2 separate regions of the Sus scrofa genome follow, and region 2 is linked to region 1. The links are chromatin contacts, called in public Hi-C maps. All regions are on one chromosome and are shown on one strand. Each heading gives the region's core, a stretch centred on a gene start, on an enhancer-like site or on the middle of the called end of the contact. The rest is flanking DNA. Distances are from core to core; before and after follow the strand shown.

Region 1 (3,308 bases), core at 249-2,748:
CCAGAGCCTATCTAGGAGGACCCTTTTCAGTGACCTGCTTGCTCAATTCTGCTGAAACTGCAGGGAGTTAGAGGGCCAGTGTCTGAGTAAGATGCAAAGCTTATCTACATGCATCCATAAACCTCAGGTCATACATCCAGCTCTAATAACTGCAAGGTCACCAGGGGATAAACAAGGTCACCCAAAAGGAAAATCCAAGGAGCTGGGGAATGAGAAAGGTTTTCCCTCTGCTTCTATGAACTAAAGTTGTTATGCTTTAACTTAATCAGCCCAATGACTTTTCCTTAAAATATCCAAAACATTCCAGGTCAAGGTGTCCCCCTGAATGGATCTTTAGATGCAGGAATTCTAAAAAACTAATGATTAACTATGAACAAAAGGTAAACAGTTCCCTGGGTAAGGACCAGTCATTTTGGGGTGAAGGTGGGTGGGGAAGGAGTAACTGGAGAAAGGAGCAAGAGACAGTTTTATAGACATGCTTCCTTTAACTTTACAAGTTCAAGAAAGTAAAGGGGTGGGTATTTCCTCTCTTTCTGAGCAGATGCTAAGAGGCTGGAGGAAAAAACGGTGTCAGCTCCTTGGCCCAAGCTCTAGCTCTGGTCTTCAGCATTCCCACACCCATCTAGAGTAAGTCTTTAACTACTTAAAACCTTGGAGTATCTACCAGGAGTCGCCAGGGCCTTCTTGGCTTCCTCGTCAAGGTAGCCAACACGATGGGTGGCCAGCACGGACATCCGTGCTGCGACGGCCAAGATCTGGCTGGAAGTGACCGTGCAAAGTGCTCCCGAGTCACCTGGCTGGAGGATGCCCATCACCAGTGTGTAGTAAGTCTGTGGAGAGGGAGTGACAGCGCACACCTTGGCGGGTGGAGTGTGCGACCTTAAAGACTGCGAAGGTCCTCTCTACTCCCCGGTCCCAGGCTCCCGCACGGGGCTGGTACCCACCTCAGTCACGATGGTGGACAAGTAGATGTCCTGGCTGAACTCCCACCCATTCAGGCAGCCCTCTTGTTCCACCTGCTCTAGGTCCACGTCGCGCCCAGGCTCCAGCCCTAGAGCCGAGAAGTTGACAATCGTCTCGAGCCGGTAGCGACGGCAGCTGTGAGGCACCTCGCGGCCGTCCTGCAGCCGCAGCGGGAGACTGTGGTTGCGCCAAGCGCTGCTCAGGTTCGCGGTGTCTGGCACTCGGCAGCGGTGCTCCGGGGTCGCAGTGAGGAAAACGGCAGACAGGCCGTTGAAGCCGTTGGGGATGATGCTGGCGCTGAGCAAGAAGAAGATGAGGCGCTGGAAGGGCCCCCACTCGCCCAGGAAGGCGGTCATCTCGTCGTAGTCCCGCATGCCGCCCTCCGCTGCCCGTGGCGCGCGGCCCTGGGTCAGAAGACGCGGCGGCGCGCAGGGGCGGGGCTAGGTGTGCGCGTGCGCGTCGGGTCCCCACAGGGAAGCCTTCCTGAGGGACCGCTCGCAGACTGAGCAGGCTCTTGAGCTCCCGCCGCCACCGCGGCCTCACGGGAGAGACCGGCCTTACATAGACAGCGAGGCTGGGGCGGGCTCTGGGCCTAAGCTGCCAATCCCGCCGAGCCCAACGGCGGGGCGGGGCCACACGTGACGACGGTGGGCGGGCCCGGGCCGCCCGCCGCGCGCACAGTCTCGGGCCGAGCCGCGGTCCCGGCGTGGACGGGTCAGGGCAGACCCTAGTAGGCCCGGAGTTACAGCCGAAGGAGCTTTGGCTCCGCTGAGGGAGGCAGCAAGACCTGGGGCCTGGGAGGCGTCTGAGACCCAGCTCGTTGGCCCAGCCCGGAGCCGGGCAAGAGCCAGAGTGGGCCAGGCGGCGGAAGGCTGGAGTAGTACAAATTCCGCCCGCCCCCTACCCCTCTTAACGGAGGTCTGAAGGCGGACTGGGACTAGCCCACGGTCGCACTGCTAGTTTACTGCCTTTGACACCGCTCATCTTGGTAAGAGTGAGAAGGGTTATGTTGAAACCGGAACCGTTAATTACTCGCATGGAGAGACTGGAAGCAATGACTAACCCAAATGCCCTTTCCATTTTGGTCGCGAACAAGCCCTTTTGTTGTCCTTTAACCTGTTCAAACCAATGTAAAATTTTAACTTCAGGATTATTGACGATCCCAGCCTAGGATTAAGTGTTTCCCTTAGATTAGTTATTTCTGCACAGAGTTAAGAGTTGAAGGGTTATGGGGGGAAAAAAAGCAACTAGGTGATTCTCAAACTTCACTGTCCCATAGAATATAAAGTGTTTTAGTGGTCATATTAGTAAAGGTGCCGCGTTTAGTAAACCAAAGTATAAGACAACTAGTGAAAATTTGAATTTCTGATAAACAACGGATTATTTTATAGTGATAAAATATATGCAGGGAACATACGAAGTTCAAATGTATTGTGTAGGGCAGCCCTACATAATAAAGTCAAAAGAAATGAATGAAATTAATTTTAATATGTTAATTTATATGTTCATAACATTATTATTTCGTCATGTAATCTAGAAATTACTGAAATGTTTTATATTCTTACGTTAATAAACCATCGATCTTATATTTAGAGAATTTTCATACTAAATCTTAAGAATCCACTGTGTATTTTATAGCACATTTCAATTCAGATTAGCCATACTTTAAGAGCTTAGTGGCCACATGTAGCTTGTGAGCTCTCTTATTGGACAACACTGTTCCAAGGCCTTTAAGAATTAGGGTTGCTAAATTTAACATTGAAGGATTTTCCTTTTTATAGTAAGAGTGGCTCCTTTTTATAATAATAGTCTTCTAAATGTACACTTTTAAGTGTAATCTGTTAGGTAAACTAATATTTTCACTTTGAAAATAGAGAATGGGAAGCTAAGCTTACCAGCATGTTTTACACAAGGAAATATAAACATTTCCATAAAGTATGATAGATTTTTAAAAAATTATGCTAAAATTCCTAACACAGGTCTTAGTCCTTTCATTTATACTTACTGTCCAATATTCCTGCCTCCTGAAGATTCCTGGCTAGGCCTTCAGTAATATACTTAATCCTTTCTAACATTTTATCTCAAGTAATTGTCCTTTACTGGAACTAACTGGAAAGGAAAACCAAGCTTCTTGAAAGTAAACATTTTTCTTGTATCGACTCTCAAAATTGTTTTAATATTTCAAAATAAATGAAAACTTTGAGAAGAATGCTGGCCTGTGTCCAGACCAAACACGGTGAAAAAGTCTTACTTTAAGAAATACCAGTTGGGCATCCAAAAACACTCCTTGGAAACAATTCAGTAGGCTACCAAAGAAGTTGCAGATCTTGAAAGCAAACCACTTG
Region 2 (3,308 bases), core at 497-2,996, 490 kb before region 1:
AAAGATGCCACCAGGTGGGTTCTGGTACCAGGTCAGCTAAGACCCCCCACCCCCGGGGAATGTTGCAGGTACTGCCTCTCCCTTCTAGGAAACACCATATCCTCCCACCACTGACCTCCCTACCTTCCCTAACCAGCAATCTGCAGCATCTGGGATGTTGGTGATCCTGGGCTTCAGAAGTATCTAGGAGACTCAGATAAGCCTGTTTTTCAGTTTCCACCCCAGCTCTGGGCCACCTTCCTCTGTACTCCCCATCAAGCAGCTCAGGGAAGGCAAGCCCCTACCCCCTCCAGTCCCCATAGCCCATAGGGAGCTCCTGGTTCCAAGACTCAAAGCTGCTTTCACCCTTATCCAGGCACACCCACCCAGTCCCTCCCCTCACTCCTCCTCCTGGCACTGGGGAAGTATTGATTTCTGGCTGTTCCTGCTCCAAGCTGGGCTTGCCCGCTCCTTTGGTTCCCAACAACTGGAGTCACATGATCAGTGTGCATGGTGGCAACTGCCTCACTCATTCTGTCCCCTTCCTCAGAAAAGACAAGTAGGGAGAGAAGAGTGGCTAGAAGCAAAGGTGCCCTCTTCCTTCCTACCCCCCATCTACTCCTTGTAAGGCTGCTCCATTCCTTGTCATTCAACAAATATTTATCATCATTACCTGCCAGGCACTGACGGTACAGAGATGTGTAAGCGCAGGGCCTGTCCTCAGGAAGCTCAGGGGTGGACATGGGGAGACTGAATCACTAGTACACGGCCGCCAATCAATGTAGGGTTGACTGCTGTGATGGGGGAAGGCTCAGGAACCGCTGGGAACCCGAAAGGTCAGGAGACCTCTAAGCTGAGCCCTGTAGGAGCAAGAGTGGCAGGACAAAGAGACCGGTGAGCCTGTCATTCCTAGACAAAAGGCAGAGGCTCCCAAGCAGGGGACATATTATCCAGGAATCTGCCAGTATTTTGAAGCGGCGGGGAGGGGGGGTCACCATTTACCACAGTGGAGTCTGGGCTTTGTTGGAGGCTTCAGGCATCTGGGGGGTGGGTGGGGTTAAACTGGCTTTCAGCAGGGTTTGCTTCTAGGAAATCGATTCTGGCTGCAGTAAGTTTGGAGGCAGGCCCAGATTCCAGGCAGGGATCTGACTCTTACCAGCTGTGTGCCTCTGGGCAAATCATTTCTCCCTCAGAACCTCGGTGTCCTCATCTGTAAAAATGCAGACAGCACTTGTGAGGGTCAAGATAAATATTTATTGAAAGCACCTGGAGCACAACCAGCCCAGAGGGAGGGAGGAAGGCTCTGAAGCTGCTCCTGCCACCTGACCCGGCCTCCCCCACCTCCTTTCTTTGTTGGCCTGCGATCTCGGACTTGATCTCGGATCTTGACCATTGTTTATCAGGGAAAGATCACAGGGAGAAGCTAACAAAGCTGCCAGGAAGCAGCCTGGGTGGGACAGGCTGGGGGAGGGAAGGAGTATGGGTACATGCAGCGCTCCAGAAGGTGCCAGGGTAGAGCCAGGGCTGCTAGCCAAGAGCGCGCCCCAGCGGGGAATGGGCTAGTCGCCAAGAATAAGTGAACTAAGGCCCTCACCCTCCATAGTGGCTCCCTTGGTCCTACTGCCCTTGCTAGCCCCGACTAAGGGGGTGACAAATGCTGGCGCCAAGGATCCTGTGGCCAGAGAGAGGATGTGTAAGCACCAGGCCCTCTGTGATGGAGGGGCCAGCAGGCTGCCCCAACCCTTCCCAGGAGCGCCTCACCCACCGCACCACGTCTGCTCTTCCAGGCCAGCCTCGGCCCTCGTCGGAGCCATGGAGGCCCTGGGTCCTGGAGGCGACCGCGCCTCCCCAGCCTCATCCACTCGCAGCCTGGACTTGCGGCGGCTGTCTGCGCGCGCTGACTCGGCCTACGGCTCTTTCTCCGCCGCCTCCGGCGGTCCGGAGCCGCGCACACCTTCGCCGGGGACCCGCCCGCTCCCCTACCTGGACTGGGACTACGTGCGCGTGGTCTGGGGAGGCCCGGCCCCCGCCGCGCCCGCCGCGGGCCCTCGCACCTGCCCGCAGCCCCGGCCTGCGGCGGCCGCGCACAGCGGGCCGCGTCCCCCTGAGCTCCAGGGCACCCCAGGGCCTCTCAGCCGCCACGCCACCCCGCTGCTGTACGCGCTGGCGGCCGAGGCGGAGGCCGCGGCGCGGGCCGCCGAGCCGCCCAGCCCGCCGGCCTCGCGGGCCGCCTACCGCCAGCGGCTGCAGGGCGCGCAGCGGCGAGTGCTCCGGGAGACGTCCTTCCAGCGCAAGGAGCTCCGCATGAGCCTGCCCGCCCGCCTGCGGCCCGCGGCCCCCGTGCGGCCCTCCGCCGCGCACCCGCGCTCCGCCTCGCTCAGCCACCCCGGGGGGAAGTGGAGCCGCCGCGCCCCGGGGCTCCCGGGCCGGGAACCTCTGGCCGGGGACGCCTGGCCAACCAGCAGCGGAAGTGGTGCTTCTCCGAGCCGGGGAAGCTGGATCGCGTGGGTCAGGGGGGTGCGCCGGCCAGGGAATGTTCGGGGGAGGCCCGCTCCAGCTCAGGCCTTGGGAGGCTGGAGCCCCAGGAAGAGCAGCCGCGGACCCCGGCGGAGTTCGATGGTCACCAGATCAGGTGGCTGCCTGTGACCCAGCCCCGAGACATCGAGGACCCGAAACCCCGGTCCTTGAGGCTCGGCCATGGCTACAGACCTGCCGGTCGGAGTTGGAGCGCTTCAGGAGAAGTCTTGGCCCCGTGGGGAAGTTCAGGAGGGGTCATGCCCATTCCGCAGGTATGGAAGATGGGGGTTGCCAGCTTGGGATGGGGGCAGCTGGAAGACTGAAAACCTGAGCAACATTTCATCCATCTGCTTGCCTTTCCAGGCTGTTCCCCAAGGAGCAGAAACCACCAGCAGACCGTTGTTTCTGACCAAACGTTCTAGGTGAGAGACATGGACCCCTCTGGGGAATGAAAGCTGGGGGCAGGCAGCTTTCATAGATCCTGCCCAAGAAAGAAGAGGGCCTCCCACTTAGCCTCAGTTTGAACCTTCTGACCCTCTTTTGCAAACCACATCTCCTAATCCCTGCCCCCCAACACCCTACTGTTCCTCTGGTGCAGAACCAGGGTCATCTTTCCTGGTGACTGTGGTCAGTGTGGGGTCCCTGCCTCCAGGTTTCTGACTGAGAAAGATGCTGCAGAGGTGTGTCCTGCAGAGGGCCCCCAGAGCAGCCCCTCTGACGGTGAGCAGAATGTCTCAGAGAACTGCAAGGTGTCTGTTCGGCTTCCTTCCCTTCCTGATGATGAGGTTTTCCTGGAAGAAGCCCCGCTGGTC

What was found. Hi-C and Micro-C count contacts between places; a contact is called where the count stands out from the background.
Region 2: a Hi-C map of omental adipose tissue shows a contact between it and region 1, with 3 times the contacts expected there. The contact joins the promoter of SHROOM1 here to the promoter of SLC22A5 in region 1. A contact is called at or near these places in 2 of 5 promoter capture datasets (fetal liver and liver), 6 of 47 Hi-C or Micro-C datasets (alveolar macrophages, embryonic fibroblasts, mesenteric adipose tissue and 3 more) and 1 of 2 datasets of contacts at active chromatin or transcription factors (alveolar macrophages).

The regions. Positions count from the first base shown.
Region 1 is chr2:134,658,986-134,662,293 of Sscrofa11.1, reverse strand. It overlaps SLC22A5 (solute carrier family 22 member 5), which reads right to left and starts at 1,498. Exons shown (of 14, transcript XM_021085423.1): 1 at 945-1,498. The coding sequence starts at 1,337. LOC102157444 (a long non-coding RNA gene) reads left to right here and starts at 1,635. Exons shown (of 4, transcript XR_001307200.2): 1 at 1,635-1,951.
Region 2 is chr2:135,150,978-135,154,285 of Sscrofa11.1, reverse strand. It overlaps SHROOM1 (protein Shroom1), which reads left to right and starts at 1,746. Exons shown (of 8, transcript XM_021084746.1): 1 at 1,746-2,374; 2 at 2,377-2,768; 3 at 2,860-2,918; 4 at 3,149-3,308. The coding sequence starts at 1,792. It overlaps LOC102159960 (a long non-coding RNA gene), which reads right to left and starts at 1,836. Exons shown (of 6, transcript XR_002341904.1): 1 at 1,745-1,836; 2 at 1,574-1,651; 3 at 1,136-1,189; 4 at 124-839.